Regions from separate parts of the Sus scrofa genome. Here region 2 is linked to region 1. The links are chromatin contacts, called in public HiChIP or PLAC-seq maps. All regions are on one chromosome and are shown on one strand. Each heading gives the region's core, a stretch centred on a gene start, on an enhancer-like site or on the middle of the called end of the contact. The rest is flanking DNA. Distances are from core to core; before and after follow the strand shown.

Region 1 (2,700 bases), core at 129-2,628:
ATTAAAGCCACGCAACTATTCACCGACTGGCCTTATAAACGTATCATCAAGCAAAAGCAGGCAACCGGCAGAGGAGGGCTTCACCTAACTTTCCTCCACATCGCAAACGCTGCCCGGGGGGCCGCAGTGTGCAAGGAATCAACCCTAAATAAAGAAATATTTAGGCATGCTGACATCCCCAAAGATCCTCCTCATCCTTAATCTTTCTGCAGTCCCAGCCCACGAAACAGAGTTTGTTTGCACAGCACCCCGCAACCCTTCCTATCCCCATGGGAAGCACTGGTCACCTTCCGCAGACCTCCCCCGGCCCTCCCCTCCACCAAAAAAAAAAACCAGACACCACTGATTCCCACAGTGTAGACTCCATCACCTCTGTTAAGTTTCTGGAGCACGTGATTTGGGAGCGCAAACTTGCTAGAAACAGATTAAACAACATTTGAACACATTTCTCTGGGGTCCTGCCCCACTTAGAGCCAAACAATTCCCAGGGAGGGACTGAACGTCACCAATCCTGGATGACACTAGGTCAAAGCGCCCTTAAGAGTAGAGTGAGTTCCGCCAGGCTGGCCGCCGGCAGCTCTTACCCATTTGTCCAAGGGGACCTGGGCGAGGGACCCGGTGCCCTGGTACAGGTCCAAGCTGAGCTGCTCCAGGCTCAGTTTCTCCTGCAGAAAGTGGCCCAGGTACCTCTGCAGGAGGTACCTACAGGCTCTCTTCTTGATGGACTCTGAAAACGGCCAAGGCATGATGAGGGCTGGCAGATGGGCTGACGGGGGCTGCAGGCGGCTCCGGCCTCGGGGCCAGGCTCCCGCTCCAGGCGGCGGCGGCGGCGGTGACGGCGCCTCAGATCCCGGCCAGTGTGCCCAGGCTGCAGCGGGGCCTAGGCCCGGGGAGGGCCCTCCATGCCCGCTCAGCGCTGGGCGTCCCTCAGGGCGACCCCATCACCAGCGCCGCGCCGCTCGCGCTAGGCCTGGCGCGGGCAAGGTGCGGAGTCCCAGCGGCCCCAAGCCTGGGGGCTTCCAAGGGGTTCCTGGTCGGCACAGAAAGAGGGTGCAAGACACCGCACGAGGCGGCAGCACCGCCTGCGACCGGGGCTGAGACGGACTCCTCCACCGCTGCCGCGCGACGAATTTGTTGTCATCCGCGGGGCGCGCTCCCGGCTGCGGGACGCCCCTGGCGCGTTCGCGAGACTTGGATTCCCAGTCCTGGGCCGGGCGCAGACGGAAGTGACGCCACACTGGGGGGGGGGGTCCGAAAGAGGCGGGGAAAGGAGACCGGAAGGGAGCAGTTCCGGCTCCGAGGGGGCGGGGCGAGAGTGGGGAGCGAGGGGGCGGCGCCGCAGGTCGGTTCCCGAAGCCTCCGGAGGGAAGAAGAGGAAGGCGCGGGGCGAGCACAGGTGAGCAGCCGCGGGGCTGGCGATGGGCGGCGGGAGGCCGAGGGGGGTTCGGGGGCGGACCCAGGGCTTTCTGAGCGGGACGCGGCGCAGCGGGTTGGGCCGTGAGGGGCTAGGGCGGAAGAGGCCCCCGTGCAAAGAGGGGTCTGGGAGCGGCTCCAGCCTCGGCCGTCCCTGTCACCTTAGACCAGGACCCCGAAACGGGCGCTCGGGACGCCGCGAGCTCCACCTGAAGGGCTGCAGCCCGTCTGGCTCACCCCCTCCACACACACACACACACACACACACACACACACACACACACTCCCTAACATTCCCCTACCCCCAGTATTGACCGGTGCCCATTGTCGGTAAGTTATTCGTCGCCCGCCTCATTTAGATACTGTTTTCCAAAGCTTCATTTTCGCTGCTCTCTAGCTAGCGGCTTTGCAGTTTCCAAAGCGCTTTATCCATCCTGGGTGTGCTGCGCCAGCGACGGGAAACTTCGAGTCTTCGAGGCATTGGTGGGCAGAACTGCTTTCTGTGATCGATGCCAAAGCCTTCCGACCCCGGGGAAACCTGGGCAAGGTACCTGTGCTGTTCTGGGAATCTGCGCAGTCGGATTTCTGCCTTTTACGAGGCAACTCCTGCAGAGGCGGAGCCGGCTTTGCACTTGGTCAACCCCGAGAAGGCCTGAGTGCCGGTGTTCCATAACCCGGAAGCCAGGTGCCCTGGGTTAGACTCCAGCTCCTGGCACTTATTAGCCGAGACACCTTCAACTGGCCACTACCCTCTCTGAGTCTTTGTCGACTGTAGGCATGTTAGTAATATCTTACCTCCAAAGATTATTAGGAATCCTAAACCGGTTAACTAGAGAACGAATGTAAACGAGTCCAGATGCATACCGTGTAATGAAGAATAGTCAATTAGGACAACTGGTTTAAGGAGATTTCGTTTGTATGTTGATAACAAACGTCTTAGAAGTATTAACACAGCCCAGAAACGTTGGCAGATGGAAAAAGCTCTGGATCCCCTTCCTTCAACCACCTTTTCATTTTAGAACCACTGTGCTTTCCAGGGTCATACAAGTGCTGCGAATTTTGGTACCTCTCATTCTTTGTAGACTTGGCCCAAGCATTCTCAGTACCTTCGGTTTCCTTGCTCTTCATTCATTTAAAAATGTTTGTTAAGGATCCATTACATGAAAATCTGTACCATTGGTGATGTGAAAAAGGTGAAGAGAAATTCAGGGATCTTATGTTCTATAGTGAAAAGCCCATTCCTTTATTCAGTAAGTGTTTATTGGTTGCCTGCTATGTGCCAGGGAT
Region 2 (2,700 bases), core at 117-2,616, 56 kb after region 1:
ACAGGTCACAGCAACACCGGATCCTTAACCCACCGATTGAGGCCAGGGATCGAACCCTCAGTCTCATGGATACTGGCCAGGTTCCTAACTGCTGAGCCATGATGGGAACTCCAACAATGTACTTCTATATTCGATGGAATATACTTTTTATCTCTTTTTTTTTTTTTTTGTCTTTGAAGGGCCGCACCCATGGCATATGGAGGTTCCCAGGCTAGGGGTCCACTTGGAGCTGCAGCTGCCAGCCTACACCACAGCTACAGCAACATGGGATCCGAACCTTGTCTGTGACCTACACCACAGCTCACAGCAACACCAGATCCTTAAGCCACTGAGGGAGGCCGAGGATCGAACCCGAGTCCTCATGGATGCTAGTCGGGTTCATTAACTGCTGAGCCATCACAGGAACTCCAACAGTTCTATATTCTGTAGAATATATTGCCCATTGAATAGTAACAATTTTAAAGTTGACGTGGGTGATTATTGTGCTTCACACAGATTGAATGTGCTCGTAAGTTCCAGACTGACTGTCACAGAGTTGTCTCGGTCAGGGAAACTGTCAGGTCCCTTGCTGGCCTGCCTGTCTCAGCTCTGGATGAATAGCTGGGGGAGGGTGGATAGGACGTAGAGAAGTCTCATTATTACTTTGATCTTTTCTTATTGGCCGGGGATTCGCTGGTCATTTTATTTTTTATTTCTTTTTGGCTGTGCCGATGGCAAGCGGAAGTTCCCCAGGCCAGGGAATGAATCCTCACCCCAGCAGTGCCCTGAGCCACGGCAGTGATAGCGCCAGATCCTTAACTGGCTGAGCCATCGGGGAACTGCCCGGTTCCAGTTCCTTTAGCAAAGGCCAGTCAGCCCTGTGCAAAGTCAGACACCTCGGGTCCCCTTGACCTGATACCACTCAACCATCCATTCATCTAACCCTCCCTGTTCTGATCGAAGCTCATCAAGCTCTTTTCTATACATGTCTGCCTTGAGGCGGTGAAGGTACCAGCCACGTGCTCACGTTCAGGGGCAACCATACTTCTCATGATCAATGAATAAACCGTGGTGCTGATGTCGTATCTGAATGAGGCGCGCCAACCCCAGGAGACAGACCCACTCTTGGTGTGTGGACGCAAACAAGGCATGCGAACCTGGTGTGCCGGACAGCTGGACCCAGGCCTTGGTAAAAGCTCCCCCTCAGCCCTGCCCTGTCCATTAAGACTCAGCTCCAGAGGTGCTCTCCCAACCCCCCTCCCCACTACTGCCTGCCATCCCCCGAGAGAGCCTGTCCCCAAGCCGAGGGGGTCATTCACGTCCACCACGCTTTATCCAGCACCGCTGCAGGGACCCTGCTTATTCCCTCACAGCCTTGCCTGACAAATGGTGCTAATATCGGCAATAACCGATTCCATGCCCCAAATGATGTCACCTTTAAGCATGTGGACACTGCCATGGAAACTCTTTTCGGTGTCATGATTTTTTTTTAATTTTTTTAATTACAAAAATTACAAAATTTGCCTTGCAAAATACCAGGCCTCATTTCACAACTGTTTGGACTATTTTGAAAGAGATGACTATTTTGTTACTGATATTTTTATTTCTGTTAGAAATAAATATTTGCTCACCAGTTAGGAATGTGACAAGCTTCTTTAACATTCAAGCATTTTTCAGAAGAAATGTTACTTAAAAAAAAAAAGGTGTATTTTTAAAAACTAGAATAAATGAGCTTTTTTTTTTTTTTTTTTTTTTTTTGAAGGGAGCCTATAGGAGTTCCCCTGCGGCTCAGTGGATGAAAGATCTGGTGTTGTCACTGCTGTGGCTGTGGTTACTGCTGTGACTCAAGTTCAGACCCTGGCCCAAGAACTTCCCCATGCTGAGGGTGTGGCCAAAATAAATTAATAAATAAAAGGGAATGTATAATTAAAGACTTAGTCCAGAAACAGTGCTCATGAGGCAATAAGCTAAGCAGCCTCTACAGTAGACCAGAAATTCTCCTACTTCTCCGCTGTCTCTACAGGGGGGCGCGCCATAAACGTGACACTGGTAGCATGTCAGGCTCAAGTGCTTGGTTTCCTAGTACTTTCAAGTGCCTCTGGCTGAGTGGCGGGTCTCCCCTGCCCAGGTCAGGGCACGTGAGATGCTCATCAAATGCCAGGAGTCTTGACAGAGGAGTGAAAGTCCGCCTGCAGGATCCAGAGGCTCAAGGCACACCCTCGAAATAGAGAACACGGTCTCGCTACGGACGGTTCAGAGCTCCCTGCCTGATGCTTCTTCTCCTCTTTTAGCCCATCAAAATTTGCATTCTCGGTCCTCCTGCCGTGGGAAAATCCAGCATTGCGGAGGCGTTGTCCAAATACTACAAACTGCATCACATTAAACTGAAGGATGTTGTTTCGGAAGCCATAGCAAAACTGGTAAACCCTTTTAACCACTTTATCACGAATTTTTATATTTTAAAAAGGCTTTTTCTTAGTCTTTTAATAAAGAAGTCACTAATTCTCCTTGGAATCCTACAAAGAGATTTGCTATTTTAATTGGATATTGTTGTTGGCCCCAGTTAAGAAAACCCAGAGTCCCGCAGGGCTTTCCTCAGTGAGGTAGAAGCATTTCCACGAGTTTCTTGTCCTTAAAGTCTAGTCTGTCTCCAACTGCAGCTCAAAACGTATCTTGCATTCTCTCTATTGATTGGAACATTTTTAAGGTTTTTTTTTCACT

Evidence for each region. HiChIP or PLAC-seq counts read pairs in DNA pulled down with a chosen protein or histone mark.
Region 2: a contact with region 1 is called in an H3K27ac HiChIP or PLAC-seq map of alveolar macrophages. The contact joins the enhancer-like site here to the promoter of GSKIP in region 1. A contact is called at or near these places in 8 of 47 Hi-C or Micro-C datasets (adipose tissue, liver, mesenteric adipose tissue and 4 more) and 1 of 2 datasets of contacts at active chromatin or transcription factors (alveolar macrophages).

Annotation. Positions count from the first base shown.
Region 1 is chr7:117,585,429-117,588,128 of Sscrofa11.1, forward strand. It overlaps GSKIP (GSK3B interacting protein), which reads left to right and starts at 1,379. Exons shown (of 3, transcript NM_001243496.1): 1 at 1,379-1,396. ATG2B (autophagy related 2B) reads right to left here and starts at 746. Exons shown (of 42, transcript NM_001190277.1): 1 at 585-746. The coding sequence starts at 746.
Region 2 is chr7:117,641,120-117,643,819 of Sscrofa11.1, forward strand. It overlaps AK7 (adenylate kinase 7), which reads left to right. Exons shown (of 18, transcript XM_021099676.1): 11 at 2,271-2,399. Among named protein-coding and RNA genes, the nearest start is that of AK7, 33 kb to the left of the region's middle. Within about 2 kb of position 1,367, at least 3 of the 83 cell types and tissues checked have an H3K27ac peak or open chromatin away from gene starts, as enhancers often do. A contact at or near this core is called in alveolar macrophages and omental adipose tissue, where this site is marked.